Linked DNA regions of Gossypium arboreum: regions 2 and 3 are each linked to region 1. The links are chromatin contacts, called in public Hi-C maps. All regions are on one chromosome and are shown on one strand. The core of a region is the stretch at or near the end of the contact, and the rest is flanking DNA. Distances in the headings are between cores, read along the strand shown.

Region 1 (2,700 bases), core at 31-2,530:
CTTTTGCAAGAAACATGAGATCCAAACGAATTCCATGAAAGCCATGGATTTGAAGACCTGCTAAAAGACCACAACCAGCAAGGTGCAAGCGTTTTCATAGAAAATTGATAAAGGAATACCATGAAGAGCAGATAACTTAATTCTCCTGCTAGTGTAATAGGCATTTTCTTATTTCTTCCATTCCCCTAGAGTGTTTCTAGTTTAATCCGCAAACAATAACGGAACTTCTGCCTACAACTATTTATTTGAATTAGCAACAATATATTCTGTGGAAGCATTACCAACTACTGCATCGTTTGTTTAAAAGTTTTAGACTTAAAATCCCATAAAACAGCCCATTAATTAATGGGAATCACTAAAATTCGGAAGTAATTCACTTTTAACTTTTAAACTTACCCGTGAACGCTGAACAAGCATAATTAAGTAATTCAAAAAACTGCCATGAGCTTTGGCAGGTTTTTCTTCTTTCTTAAAAGAAAAGAGAAGAAAATCATTGAGCTGTTTGGTTTGCAAATAAAACGAAACAATTCGCCATCAATCAGGCCTAGAGATATTAATTAATGAATTAACGAGAACTTGTCTAAAAACTAGTTCAAATCTTTTCCGCCATTACGTAACATTTTTCAGCGTCACATTTTCAAGAGAAAGAAATAAAAAGATTAATAGCTTCGATGACTAATTTTATACGGAATTATCACAAATAAAAGCCTAAATTACTTGGACAGAGCCAAAATTAAACAACCCTTAGGTGAAAACAATAAACATAAGGGAAAATGAAAAGGAAGAATTTTAAATACCTAGAAGATACGAAGCTGTGGTGATGAAATTTAACCGACATGTACAAGTTGCTAGCAATCGAGGGAGGAAACTGAAGGCGTTTGGATAGCAGGAAAAATGGCAGAAAATGAAAATGGAGTGTGTTTGCGAAGAGGCAGACGTGGCGGAGGAAATAGAGGCTACTGTTTTTATCCGTAGACGTGGAGAAACCAGTAATCACAAAACAGACAGAAAGGACTTTCCCTTTTTTTTTTTAATTTTTAATTTTTAATTTTTAATTTTTAATTTTGTGTCTCCAATTCCTTCTGAAAACTGAAAAATCCAGAAAAGGGTTCTTCCCGTTTTAAATTTTTTATGTTTTTCCGTAACAAAATTCTTTTGATTAGCGATCTGAGAGTAGATACAATTTCGTTTAAAGAACCGTAAGGATGTTTCTGCTATACACAGAATATATTTTCATCTTTTTTTATTGGAAAAATATGCAAGCCCAAACCTATACATTCCATGAATAAATAAAATACCTTCCATAAAATTTCAAGGTAAATCGTTTTTCGCAATGTTTAAGTTTACTAATGTTATTAATAGTTAGTATTTTTATCGAGAGTAAATTATTAAAATAGTTATTTTATTTATTTTAAGTTATATTTTAGTCATTTATATTTGAAATATTACGTTTTAGTCATTTATATTAACGTGTTGTAACATTTTAGTTATTGAGCTGTTAATTACAGTTAACGATGTAACAGTAAGCTAACGTGACAAGTTAAATCATCATTTTAAACAAAAAATTTAAATTAAATTATACAATTGATCTCCATATTTTTTCGTTTTGAGCAATTTAACCTAAAATATGAGACTAATTGTATAATTGAACCTAAAATTTTTGTTTGAAATGATGTTTTAACATAACATTAATGGCAATTAACAGCTCAGTGACTAAAATATTATAACACGTTAACGTAAGCGACTAAAACGTAACATTTCAAACATAAATGATTAGAATATAATTTGAGATAAACAAAATAACTATTTTAATAATTTATCCTTTTATCAAATACTTTCCACAATCATTCGAAAGAACCTAAATATATTTACAAAAAATATTATAAAATTATAAAAATTACTATATTTTTAAAATATATATATTAAATTTTTAATATTTTTAAAATTTTGTAAAGATAATGTACTCTCTTGGAAGGATACCGCCTATAATAATTGTTTTATAATCCAATCAACTTTGAATTTATAATTGGTAGATTTTTAGTTGATAATTTGGGATAAGTTTTTTAATTATTTAAATAAAGAAATAATTTTATTTTAATTAAATAATATTTTATTATCTCAATACAAATTATTTGCCTCTAGACCAATATCTTAATTTGCAAATAAAAATTTAAAAATGGAATGGATATCTAAATATTAACATATGTATCCATTGCCTTAAAATATTTGGAATATTTTTAAATTCTTAATATTTGTTATTACAATTACAAATCAAATGCTTGCTATGTTAATGTTCTCCTATGTCCACTTCTATTATTGAGTGTTTAATCATAACCATTAGAAATTTGCATCATCACATTGAATAATAATTAGCATTAGCCAACATTCATGGCCTATACAAAATGAGTATCATAATCACATATGAGCCAACACATTTTGGCTACTTAACAAAACATTAAACAAAAGACTCGAGTCCCTATACATGCCAGTAAACAAAACAATTAAACTAACTATACCAAGGTCTTGAGTGATACTGTGATCGAAGCTTTTGACGTTATTGGATCCCTGATGCTAGCTTGGCGGCACTATAAGGAAAGAAAAGAAAGGAAGGTAAGCATGTAAGCTTAGTAAGTACATATATGCAAATAAAGTGTAATTAAAAGAAAACATATTTATCAAACGATAAATTGACATGCATAA
Region 2 (2,700 bases), core at 167-2,666, 710 kb before region 1:
AGAAGAATACTTGAAGCTATCATAAGAAAAAGTTTCTTAATGCTTACTAATTAAAGTGAAGGTAACAAAATCATTTGGAACATACACATATATGGGGTTATGTAGATATTGGTACTCCTAATCCCCATAATAAATGGTCGTTCCGGAGTTAGTAGAATTTAAAAGAACAAATTATAGAAACAGTCTTACACAACCACATTGCTCCCATGTAATTGGAAAGTGTCTTTCACGCACTTCCATGTGCCAATAATTTTCAATTTTGTATTATTCCTAAAATTTTTAAAAATAAAATCCATTTCTTTGAAGAAGATAAATAGATAAGAGTTTTACAATGAGAAAATAAATATATACCTGTATGAATACAGTCAGGTTGGTATGGCACATTAGCCTCGAGACCTTGAATGTGTCCAAGATGAGGATACCTTCGATACAATCGCCTATTACTCCACCCTCCATTTCCACCCCCACCACCACCGCCATTATTCTCCATCACGGCGTTTCCGCCATCAGTAGCCGCCGGTGCAACCACCACTGCTGCACCGCGCCTCCTCCATCCTATAAACAATCTATCACCATCCGTGCGGTGTCGTTGGAATAAAATAATGTCACCAGCATCAAGTTGCTTCTCTTTGACGTATCTGCTCCATCCTTTTGTTAACACGTAGCTTTGGCTGCTGTTCCAATACGAGTAGCGGAAGCGCCAACACTTGCCTGACTCGTCTTCGAAACTTAGCAACAACCCTTTATCACTGGAGTCACTGCCTAGCGGGAAGTATTTCTCGGCATGTTGTTTGGGGATTACAAGCCTGTTCAGCTTGCCAACATCGCTGGGGGTTAAGGGCTTTTCAAACATGGGTTCCGTTTCATGGCCTAGCTGGTGGTTTTCAGGGGGATTTGGTTTAGGGTTTAGGGTGTCGAGATTGGATGTTTGGTCGTCGAGCTCTTCGTCGTCGTCATGGTTAAGGTTGAAGTGGCGGGCAGCGTGGATGGAGGATAGGAACATGGCGGGGTAGAAGTGAGAGGTCCAGGGGGAGTTTTCAAGGGAAATTGAGGAAGGGTTGTGAAGCTTTGAAGAAGGGGGGGTTTGGGTTGGTTCCATAGAAGGAGTTTGTTTTGTCGTTGGATTGTTTTGTTTGAATTACTGGAAGTGGTTAATGGACATTTGAGAGACAAAAGAGCGAAGAAGGAAAGAGATGGGTGCTTTAGAGCAAGTGTGGAGAAAAAGAAAAGAGAGGAAGGTATGGAAGAGTGAGGTGAAAGAAGGCAGGCGTGATGATTATGAGTTTGATGTGGAAACTATTTAATGCAGCTACAAAGATAAAGATATGACAATGAGAGAGAGAGAGAGTGAGAGGAGAGAAGAACAGGGTAAGATTGAAGTGAAAGAGAGAAAAAAGAGGGTCGGGGTAACAGGGAATTCTTTAAGTACTTGACATCCTCTAAACTACTTTAAGGTTTTTTTTCTAGAAAAGAGGTAAATATGTGTTCTTTTAATAACTGAATTATATTTTTATTTTTATTTAAAAATAAGTAAAATCAAAGTATAAGTTAATTTTTTTAAATGATATTCGTGAAAAAATAATGTATTTTTATGTGAGTAAAGTATTTTTACATATAAGTTTTTTTTCTCTAGATTTGTGTCTATTTCTTTAGTAATCTGTTTCCATTACATGCTTCTAACACTGTCAGTAAAAAGATTATATTTCCGATCAATCATTATACGTGCTTTGTGTAACGCAAAACTTTGGCGTTAAAATTTTAGTTCAAAATTGGGGAAAAGCCTGGTAGAAAGTAGGTATTGACTTCATACTTAATTTCTACGTGTAAATATTAATAGGAAAGTAAAGATAAAATACACACAAATTGTTTATTCAGATTCCGGAGTTACAATACTTTAGGGGGGAAATCTAAAAAGTGCATCATCATTGAATGAAAATAGAAAGGATAATGTTAAATCATAAACGTTGCTGGGATTGGAGCAATTACAATTGATTTCCTTTCACTTTGCCTACAAAAAGAAAATTTGTTTCTGAAATTCACATTTCCAATATATCTTGTGATTGGGAGATATATATATTATAAAGTAAAAAAGATTTGCCGAATTGGGCAGAACAAATGTATCCAGATGAACCTTGAGAAAGAAAAAAGAGGGTTTGTGGATTGAATGCAATTTAGAAAACACCCCATGTTACTAAGCAAGTAACTAAAAAGTGGGTACTCAGTAGGCCCAATTCTGACGCAATATGGGTAATCAGGTTACCATCCAACGCCACCCCCAAACTGCAGGGTTTTTGGTAATCAGAACCACATGTATGATCTTCTTTTCTTAATTTTTGCATCATTTCAAACAGTGAAAAATCTCATACTACATTGTAAAATCTGACAGAGATGAACAGGCTTGGTAGGTTTATATATATTCGGTGAGAAAAGAAAAAAAAAGAGAGAAGAAACAGTAAAATAAAACAGTGAAAAGAAGTTTTGTTTTGTTAAAAGAAAAAAAAAATACTGAAAGGATTAGGGGGATCTGACCTGAAAGCCAGGAGTGGTCCATCTTCCCTAAGTTGTTTGTGGTATATTAGGTGAAAAGCTGGGTGTTTTTTTTTTTTTAAATATAAAAAATTTTGAGCCTGCTATAATATTAATATGACGAGAATGAGATTTGAGAGAATAGTATTTTCTTTTTCACGTGCATGAAAGCAT
Region 3 (2,765 bases), core at 176-2,675, 780 kb after region 1:
AAGTTTTTCGACCCTTGGTCTCCAGTTCGTGTCCAACTGCCAACACACCTTTTGAACGAGAGCTTTACAGCTTCCTTGATAATGAAATCACTCCCGTCCGATGATCCACAAAGCTTCCTCTATCAACCTTCAATAACATTTTAAGTTTTTAATAATTTTAAATATGTACTTTTTATATCTTAAATTTAATATGTACTTTTTATTCCTTAAATAAATTTAATAATTATTCATAATTTATAATAATTTTATATAATTTTATAATTTTTATAACTACAATTGTGTTCATCTGTTTTACGATCTAAGTCTAGTCCTGCTGGGAGTGATATTCAAGTAAAACATTTCCAAAAATATTTACTTTAAATAATTATTTAAGAATTGCATCTAGATGTGATATTTTAAATAATTATTTTAAAATTTATTTATTTAAAGTTTTATTTATTTTTTAAAAATATTTTTACCACGTCAGCATGATCTATACGTGGTTGTCACATATCATCATTTGATTCATCTGTCAGCGACGTCAACAAAAATAAATTGTCAAACTTGATCATCGTTAATGAAGAGGTTTAAGTAATTAATTTTTTATTTTTAAGGGCTCAATTGGGTGTGAAATTTTGTTGAAGGCTTAATTAATTTTTTTTTATTTTTCATTGAGGGCTTTTATTACTAATAAGCCTAAATTTATTATATATAACTTAACTTAAACCCATAATGCCAAAGGCCCGGTAGCATTCCAATCTAAAACGGGCATCAAGTGTCAACGTGTTGGGCCTGAGAGTTTCAAACCAATTGATAGGCTTTAGTTAGTACAAATGGGCCTCCTTTACACAATTGTTCAAAATTGATTAATTCAAAAATGGTTCAACAATTTTAATATACCGCAAATGCAACTTGAAATGGCCCCCATTCGTATCACCATAGAACCGAACCGAACCAATACGAAGCTCCACAAATGGTTGATTTTGCAGGCCTTCAAAATTCAACCAAACAAATCAATGGCAAAGGAGTTTTAATTTTAATCTAAATGAAATTTAGGATCTACAAATCAAACATTTTTATTTTAGTGGAGAACTTTCTTCTTCTTTTTTCTTTTTTTTTTTAAAAAATGCAGTTTTATTAAGAACCGCAAGCATGACAAAAGGACAAAACACATGACAAATTGGTAGCACCTCCAGACAACATGGATGAAACAAAAGCCAACGCATAAGCAAACATCCTAGGCCATAAAAAAAAACAGCATTAAAAATAACATTTGGAGTATAAAGCCTTCATGGTTAAATTGGGGTGGGATTAATTCAAGAGACGATATTCGAGTTAAAACCTTTAAAGTTAAACATTTATAGGACTTGAGGAACCCACACGTTGTTATGAAAGCTCATTATAATCTCAGAGATTATATGGGTGGTTAAGAATGGAACAACAATTAACTTTCAATATGATAATTGATTAGCGTTGAGATTAGTGCGGGAATTAACTCAATGGCCGCTTAGACAAGATGAAGGCAACTAGACGTTTAATTAAATAAAAGTTAAACGGGATGCATCTAGGCCTTAGTTTATTTCTAACCCTATCTTGAAAGAATTGGTTGGCATTTTCTTAAATATCTCGATACTAGAGTCAACCGTTGAGAACAATATTATTTATTTGGGGACTATCGAACAATTATTGTTTCACGTTTGCGAGTGCGTATTCCTTATCCTTTAAAAATAGTTTATTTCAGTTGAGCCCAAACTCTCAACTATAAACATATGTCTGGAGATCTAAATCAGAAAACCTTCATTTGGAAATGTGGCCTTTAAGGTTGTCCTCACTAAATCTTTTCTCTGGCATAGAAACTTTCCGTTGGAGGATTTATGCCCACTTTGTTCCAATTCACAAGAAGACATTCAACACCTACTCAAGGATTGCCAAATTACTAGCAATTTCTGGTGTTCCATCTACTTTACTGCCTAGGTGTTCCATCCCTAATTAATGATATTTCAGTTGAAAGTTTATTTTGGTTACCTATGACTCTTCCTAACTATTATGTATATTTTAATTGTATTTTAATGATATTTAGCTATATAAAAAAACCTGTATTATATACATTACCTGTATAAATACTAGGAAGAAATTGGATTTCATGATCAAATCATCTTTTTCAAACTAAAATGTTATAAAGGGAAAGAAAACGATGAGCAAAAATTAGCATGTTCCTCCAATAAACCTTTCATGTCCGCTATCAATGATTTATTTTTTTATAATTTCTCACCCTCATAATAGTGGTAACCAATAAAGAAGATACCATTTGTTAAACTGATAAGAAAATCAATTTTTGTTATACTCCTCGCTTACAATATTTCAAATAGAGATCATTTAATTCAAATTATTCAATAAATTTTCTTTAAAAAATCTTTTTTCTCATTTTATGATGATAATTAAAACTAGTTTTCTTTTTAGAAAATTAAATCTTCATTCTTTTGTGATGGTATTGCTGGCAATTAATACTTATTTGAATTAGATTCATTCACCTGTTCTGAGTACACCATACTTGAATCCCGACATAGGTTATAATTAATTGCAAAACTATACGTGTTGTGTACATGTGTGTGAAAGCTTTGACTCAAAACTTGCCTTTGTTACTACATCATCACTAGTTTTCTGTATGTGGTTATTTTCATTACTTTAAACTCAATCCATAAAACTTTTTACTATTATCATCATATTAAAAGTTGTGCGGATAGATGCTGGTGTTTAAATTTAGTTTTAATGTTGAGTTTGATATT

What was found. Hi-C and Micro-C count contacts between places; a contact is called where the count stands out from the background.
Region 2: a Hi-C map of leaf shows a contact between it and region 1, with 2.8 times the contacts expected there. The contact joins the promoter of LOC108458417 here to the promoter of LOC108460524 in region 1. A contact is called at or near these places in 2 of 5 Hi-C or Micro-C datasets (both in leaf).
Region 3: a contact with region 1 is called in a Hi-C map of leaf, with 2.1 times the contacts expected there. The contact joins the enhancer-like site here to the promoter of LOC108460524 in region 1. A contact is called at or near these places in 2 of 5 Hi-C or Micro-C datasets (both in leaf).

The regions. Positions count from the first base shown.
Region 1 is chr4:73,848,860-73,851,559 of ASM2569848v2, reverse strand. It overlaps LOC108460524, which reads right to left and starts at 1,280. Exons shown (of 18, transcript XM_017760040.2): 1 at 798-1,280; 2 at 1-60. The coding sequence starts at 838.
Region 2 is chr4:74,554,026-74,556,725 of ASM2569848v2, reverse strand. It overlaps LOC108458417 (B3 domain-containing protein At2g36080-like), which reads right to left and starts at 1,416. Exons shown (of 3, transcript XM_017757804.2): 1 at 352-1,416. The coding sequence starts at 1,099.
Region 3 is chr4:73,072,286-73,075,050 of ASM2569848v2, reverse strand. No RefSeq gene overlaps it. Among protein-coding and RNA genes, the nearest start is that of LOC128292144, 6.8 kb to the right of the region's middle. Within about 2 kb of position 1,425, at least 2 of the 2 cell types and tissues checked have an H3K27ac peak or open chromatin away from gene starts, as enhancers often do. A contact at or near this core is called in leaf, where this site is marked.